Regions from separate parts of the Gossypium hirsutum genome. Here region 2 is linked to region 1. A link is a contact called in public Hi-C data. All regions are on one chromosome and are shown on one strand. Each heading gives the region's core, a stretch centred on a gene start, on an enhancer-like site or on the middle of the called end of the contact. The rest is flanking DNA. Distances are from core to core; before and after follow the strand shown. Region 1 has its middle 20 kb from the start of LOC121208244. Region 2 has its middle 12 kb from the start of LOC107897516.

Region 1 (3,818 bases), core at 837-3,336:
AATATTTTATAATATTTTGATTGACAAAATTTTAGCTAATGAAAATGAAAAACCTTAAAAAAACACTTTAGATTTATTTTTGTTTGTTAGCAGTAGGATGTTTCCTTCAAGATACATATAAATTGTAATTGAAATTGGAAATTAAATAAAAAAAATTAAAATTATGATTTTGAGAAATCCAATTGTTCAATCAATAATTATATAAGAAAAAAATATGAACATTTAATTTTTCATAAGAAAAAAATGTGAAAGAATTAATTGAATTTCCTTTTGTTATATTGATATTGATTTTTTTTGATTTTATAAATTAATTAAGAGATTCTATTTATTTTTAATTATTTGTTTTTAACTTTTAAATCCATAATAAGTCGTACGTATCACTAACAATTTCAAATCATTTACTAAATTAATTTAAAACTAAAATTATGCAAATTTATTTTTTACAAATATTAAATTGCTTATATTATTTTATTATATATTATATTTTTAAAATTCTTATTTTCTATTATTTTTAATGGTGATTATTTAATTTCTAAAACTAACTTCTTAAAAATATAAGCAAAAGGATTATGTACCGAATTAGATAATTTCAACCATAAATAAAACCATTAAAAGATGTGGAATGTCTTTTTTTTTAAAAGTTGAAAGCTTTGGTTAGGAAATTTGATGATCAAATTGATAGAATTTGTAAATGTGAAAGGTTAAGTTTATTAAATTATTTAGAATTAGAACCAAATTGATAAAATAAGTATTGAGGACTAAATGTGTTATTGTACCAGTTAGAAAAAAGCTTTTCATTGTCAATTCAACATCGGGTGATCAAAACAAGAATGGATTCAATCATTAGTGCCTAAATTAAAAAAATTTAAAATTAGATGACCAAAATAAGAATGTAACATAGTTGGGTTACCATTTGTAAATTTTAACTCAGATATTAAGTTTTTACTACCCATTATCATTCAAATTAATTTGGGAGATATATTTGGAAGGGCTAAGCTTCAAAGGTATATTGAGATTAGATTAAGGCCTGCCCAAAAAGCTCGAAACAACCCCCCGAAAAAAGGAATTATGCCATAAATTGGGTCACCAATTAGGCCCATTTGAGGAAAACGTGTGCTTTTTTATTTTATTAAAAGTTTTGCCGATGATCTTTTGGTGTGATGATAAAAGTTGAGATTTTGAGACTTTAATGTATTATGTTGTTTTATCATGTTATTTTTAGATTCTCTTTTAAATTATTTTAGGTTTAAAATTTATTTTGTATGAGTTTTATTTAGATATATTTCGATTTTCAACCTGTCAATAGAATTTCAATTCAATAAAAGTGAATAGAGTTTAAAAAGAAGGCAAATTTTTTATTTTTTATTTAAAATGAATTAAAGCTTAATTTAGACCTCAAAGTTGTATCCAATAATCACTTTGATACTTATTTTTTTAAAATTTTTAATATAATTTTTTTTAACTTTGAGGACTTTAATACCCATTTCTTAATTCTTTTAATTTTATGTTTTTTAAAACTAAAAGTATATTTTTATGATTTATGGAGTTTTTATATTTAAAAAAATCTGATTTTTAATCTTATGAGTTGTTTTTACTTTTTTGGCATTTTTAATTTTGAATTTATTTAGAAAAAGGGCGCAACATGGTACATTGGGCCTTGGAGTATGAAATTTTAGATACTAAACTAATAAAAAAAAGTGATAATAGGGTAGAATTATGGAGGCTAAATTAAGATGTAACCCCCCAAAAATGAAGCACATAAATATCCTTATTATATTAATATTTAGCATATAATTTATAATTTATTACTTTTATTATATATTTCCTAGTGTTACTTGACTTGTAATGATCATTAATATAATATATTTATTTTACTAAATTAATGTTACTTTCATAAAAAAAAAGGTAATTTTATTACACTTTATTATTAGTATAAATAAAAAAGCAGTCATTAATAAAAAAAAATATAAGAAATTTGAACCCCTCAAAATTGAAAGGAAATGGATATAATGTTAGGTGTGGTATACCTTTGTTACAACATTGAATGAGTTGAATACGTAATTGCGTACTCCAATTATTTAATTGAAGCTGTCAACGTCCGTGGTCATACAAATATAATATTTGGTTAGGAGAATAATGGTGCATGACGTGAAGGATGATTGAAAGGCTTGCCAAATATTTCTTTTATATTACCAAACCCCTATTTTTATTCAAAATTTATCCTTATAATTAATACAAACATATTCAACTTTATCAAAATCATCCAACTAAAACCTTGAGATGATGTTATTCGAAGCTGTCCACCTAAATTATTAATCTAATTTAGCCACAAAGCTTTATTAAAAAAAAATCAAAGTAAAATGTAGCTGAGTCGACAAGAACTGTATATTTGAGAATAGGAGTCTACCATTTTAAAATCATTACTATGTTAATTTGTTTAATCAACACTTATTTCAAACAAAAAATAACGAGTAGAGTTTAATTTATATATAATACGTTTTTTTAAATTACTTAAAATTAGATATAAAAGTTAATATTCTTTTTTAATTTTGCTGATGTGATATACATATAGATTATTATGTGGATGACATGTCAACATTTAATTAAATTTTAAAAATTTAAAATAATTTTAAAAAGTATAAAAATTAAAAAAAATTTTAAAATTTAAAAGTTTAATTAAATGCTAACATATTATCCATAAATATTTCGTGCTAACAAAATTAACAAACATCAATTTTTTATCTATTTGAAGTAATTTGATAAAAATATAAATTTAAAAATTAAAAAAAAACAAAAAACAAAAAATTAAATAAAAATTAAAATGGCTTGTTTTACAAAATTAAAATAGGGCTAAAAAATTTATTATATATTTTTAAGTTTGAATCTTAATAAATACGATTTCGAATCTCACAAAATTTTAAAATAAAACTTATTTATTAATTCATTTCTAATACCGATAAAAAACCTCATCATTTTCAAAAATAAATTACTTTTTTGCTACAACTATTTAGAAATATTGTCCATTAGGGGGGCTAAGCAATGATTTAGTCATTTATTGATCAATTCAAACTATGGATTTTGAATTAATTTTCAATTTCAAATTGAAATAAACATTTTTATTAGTTTATAATGTGCAATTGATAAAAAATCATAACCTCACTAATAAATATTTAGTTTTTTATTATTATTATGTGATTTTAACTTTATTTATTGTTTTGGTTATTTATATTTGTAGAAGAAAAATTAAGATCTAAAGATTGAATTTAGAATGTATAATCCAATACCTTTGAATATCAAACCTACTTAAATGATTTTTTTTGGCTGATATTAGAGCATTCATCATCAATAGTAAATTTTTCTTTTAGATGTTTTTTAAAAAAAAAGTAAATAATTAATTATGAAATATACTTATTTTTATGAGTTAGAATCGAACTTTCTATCGCATGATTAATAAATAAGTAATTGATAAATATTGTGGGGTATGAATCTTCAAAAACTGGTGACGCCAACACTAGCCATCCTTAGTGGAAACCCACTTGAGATTCCACTAAAAAAGAAATAGAAAATGTTTGGGTGACGTTATTTTCTCATTATCCAAACAAGTATGCATAGAATATGAAAAAGGAAAATCACTAAGGAATCAACCAACCATTGGAATATTGCACCACCCAACCATAATTGCTCCTTTACACGCATCATTTCCCACCCATACTTTATTAATATTACTACTATTATAGGAAATGGATAATCATCCAAAAATATTGTACAGAAATGGATTTTAGTTTTCTAAGAAAATAAAAGTTTTCGGTTGTGACAAA
Region 2 (3,818 bases), core at 964-3,463, 49 kb after region 1:
ATAAAATTTACATGCTCAACATGGGCTAAGCTCCCATTATTATATAAAGCTTTCTACAATATATATATATATAGCTTGATATATGCAACTATTTTTGTAGTGCTGCTAATTAGTGCATATGGAATCATGGGTATTCGTAGTTAGCATAGAATGGCGTTGAATTTCATAATTTCTACAATCTACACCATGCAATATGGGAGTGGATTCTCCCAAAAATGTAAAACTAGATTTATTTCTCACCATAAAAATATTAAACTTAAAAAATAAATCTACCAAAGAAAAAACATCAAAACTCTATCTGATTTGTTATGATTTACATAAAATTTTTGACAAAGATAAATAAAATATTATTTTATTTTAATTTAAAGTTTAAAAGGGTGTGTGAAAGTTGGGATGGTAATTTTTTTTATATAATTGTGATCACGAAAAAATATAATTTTTTTATTTTATATTTCAAATTGAATTAAACTTACGAGATTTAAATAGGAATAGGGCAGTAGATATGGATAAAGGCAAAAGTGAAAATGTAGTTGTCAAAAAGCTACTATATTCTTTCCAAGATGTTGATTTAATTCCTTAAGCCAACTTGTATAATTAACAAACTTTGCTTATCAAAACGGTATAGATTCTGATTTTGTCTATCCTATTCCCTAACTTAAACTAATTATTTCATCCTAAGTTGCCTTCTTTTTTATTTTTTATTTTATCAAGAAGAAGTTTATCCATAATTATAAAAAAATATCTTAAGTTAATTTAAAATATTGTCGAGTCTCATTTTAATTATTTTGTTATTTATATTATTATTTAAGTTGGTGAAAAATTATAAAAATATCCTCCATAAATTATATTATTCGAGAGTATTTTAATTTTTATTAAAAAAATAGATAAAAATATGTATACAGTTAGTTTTTTGTGTTTTGTGAAAGCTGTTAATGTAGTTCTAGCATTTTAATTGGGTCATTTTTAGTTTATGTGTTTTTTAAATTTTAAAATTTTAGTCTTCACTAAACAATAATTATTAAATTCATTAAGATAAGTTCTGTTATTTCCAAAAGTCAATAGTTAAACAAGTTATGATCCGTCTGTCTTTTGACATGTTTTCGTCTGTCTTTTGACACGTTTTTTCGTCGGTTTTTGCTGTTGAATCTTTCTTTTTTAACTTCTCTTTCGTTCTTTCTTTTGGTTTTGTATTTTTGTTTTGTTTGCTCTGTCTTCTTCAGTGTAAGTTTTTTTTAGTTTTGGATCTCTTAGCTCTATGGAGCATGAGTTGGCAAATTTAAATCTGGTAGACGAAGAAGAAGAGGCTTTTTAGGAGGATGCAACGGTGGTTTATCAGAATCTGCAATTAAGTTTAGTGGGTTGCTATTTAACTGATAGTATTGTGCATTTTCCTTCTCCAAGAAATACTATAGCCGACCTATGGCATCCTATTCGGGGCATTTGTATTTCAGATTTGGGAGAGAGACGTTTTCTTTTCCAATTCTTCCATGAAGTGGACATTCAGAGAGTGCTTATGGGAACACCATGGTTTTTCAACAATCATCTTCTTTTACTTCATTGTTTACAGCCAGGCGAGAACCCGTCCCTTGTGCAGTTAAATTTTTCAGAATTTTGGGTTCAAATTCATGATCTCCCTCCGGGACTGATGTCAGAACCTTTGGCTAAATAGTTTGGGAATTTTCTAGGTCAGTTTATAGAGTATGATACGTCCTTCCGGTCAACAAATTTCTTTTCTTTTATGCGCATTAGAGTCCACATTGATGTTACTGTTCCTTTAAAGCGTAAGAAGAAAATTGCGCTTGGCATTGACCGAAGCTTTATGCACGATTCCAGTATGAAAAAAGTTGAGTCTCTTCTGCTTTATTTGTGGAAAACTTGGGAATGGAGAAAGTTTTTGCCCAATTAGAACCAGAATTGATCCATCAAATATCATTTTTGGTTGGGATATTTCACTTCCTGCAGCAGTGAGAAGGTACGCCTCTTCTGTTAGCAGATGGCTCCGGGAAGCAGATGGGACAGAGAGTTTTTGTTCAGATAAGGAAAGGAATTTTCAGGGCAGAAAATCTGGTAATTTGAGTAATTTTGGGAATAATTTAGGCAATGATTTGGGTCAACTCTATCAAAATTCCAATTTTATTCCATTGGGATATGGTCATTCGGCGCAATCTAAGGGATTATCAAAATGGACTGATGTGGCAAATCAAGAATTTAATGAGGCGGGTGATGGGACTGGGCCCATAGAATTGCAAGTAGTTGGTGAAGAAGACCCTTTACAGACTTTAGAAGGAAAGAAACGTCAGCGCATGATGGATAATCTGAGTCATAGCTCAGGCCAGTTACCTGCAAATGTGATCAATGAACTATCGGCTAGCTCTGTTGGACAGAGTAGCCAATGAAATTACTTAGTTGGAATGTCCGTGGTTTGGGGAGACCTCGGACAGTTAATAAGCTTCGTAACAAATTAAGGGCCATTAATCCCCGTATTTTGTTTCTTATTGAAACAAAATTGAGTTAAAAAAATGGAAATGGTGCGTCAGAAATGTGGTTTTTATAATGGGATTGATATTGGTACTGCTGGATCTAAGGGTGGTTTATCTCTTGGATGGAAAGGAAATGATTTGGTCTCAGTTAGAAGCTATTCTTCTTTTTATGTGGATGCGGATATTCATGACCCGGATAATGGAGAAACTTGGAGGCTAACTGGGTTTTATGGTAATCCTGATGAACGTTCTCGGTGGGACTCTTGGAATTTAATTCACTTTTTAGGCCATGATTGTGCAGTTCCTTAGCTGGTTTTTGGAGATTTCAATGAGATTTCTAGCTCTTTCGAGAAGAAAGGTGGAAGGCTTCGACCTGAGGGACAAATGGCGGAATTCCGTTTTGCTTTGGAAGATTGTTCACTTCATGATATTGGTTTTAATGGCAGATGGTTTACTTGGGAAAGGGGGAGGTTTTCGTCTACAAATATTCGTGAAAGACTGGATAGAGGTGTTGCCTCTTTGCAATGGATGGACCTGTTCCCATGGTTTTCTTTGGAACATTTGAACCATTCGTTCTCTGATCATTGTCCAATTCTTGTAGACACTTTTGGAAAGTTGCGCCTTGACAATAGTTGGAAATAAAGTTCCTTTCGTTTCGAAGCTAAGTGGTGCTTGGATAATTCTTTTGAAGAGATTGTTCGTAAGATATGGGCTGTTCAAAATGACTGTTTACCGGTAAAATTAACAACTGCGGGTCTTCATTTTCAACATTAGAGTCACTCAAAATTTCACGATAAAAAAAGAAATCGGTTACAGCTTGAAAAAAGGCTTTCTGCTCTTCTTGATCAGGATCCGACTGATGAAATTTTGGCTGAAACTTTAGAGGTGCAGCTTGGTTTGAATCTTGAAGCGGATAAAGAGGAGTTCTACTGGTCACAACGTGCTCGCATAAATTGGCTTTAGAGTGGGGACAGAAACACTAGTTTTTTTCACAAAGCAGCTGTGGCTCATTATACTCGTAACCAGATCCTTAGATTAGAGGATGAGTCCGGTCAATGGGTCTCTGATCCAGAGGAATTGCTCAGGGTGGCTGTAAAATATTTTGGTGATCTTTTTACAGCTTCTGCTTCGGGAGCTAATGACAGGGTGCTTGATCTTGTTGAGAATAGGATTTCAGATGAGATGAATTAGAACCTTCTTAAACCTTTCACGAAGGAAGATATTTGGTGTATGGTCAAATCAATATCTCCCTTGAAGGCCCCAGGTATTGATGGTTATCCCGCACTATTTTATCAACGGTACTGGCATATTGTTGGTGATGATGTTTCTCATTTTTGT

Evidence for each region. Hi-C and Micro-C count contacts between places; a contact is called where the count stands out from the background.
Region 2: a Hi-C map of hypocotyl shows a contact between it and region 1, with 2.8 times the contacts expected there. The contact joins two enhancer-like sites. A contact is called at or near these places in 11 of 34 Hi-C or Micro-C datasets (anther, fibers, hypocotyl and 2 more).

What each region holds. Positions count from the first base shown.
Region 1 is chrA10:16,020,230-16,024,047 of Gossypium_hirsutum_v2.1, forward strand. No RefSeq gene overlaps it. Among protein-coding and RNA genes, the nearest start is that of LOC121208244, 20 kb to the left of the region's middle. Within about 2 kb of position 2,087, at least 2 of the 9 cell types and tissues checked have an H3K27ac peak or open chromatin away from gene starts, as enhancers often do. A contact at or near this core is called in hypocotyl, where this site is marked.
Region 2 is chrA10:16,069,083-16,072,900 of Gossypium_hirsutum_v2.1, forward strand. No RefSeq gene overlaps it. Among protein-coding and RNA genes, the nearest start is that of LOC107897516, 12 kb to the right of the region's middle. Within about 2 kb of position 2,214, at least 9 of the 9 cell types and tissues checked have an H3K27ac peak or open chromatin away from gene starts, as enhancers often do. A contact at or near this core is called in hypocotyl, where this site is marked.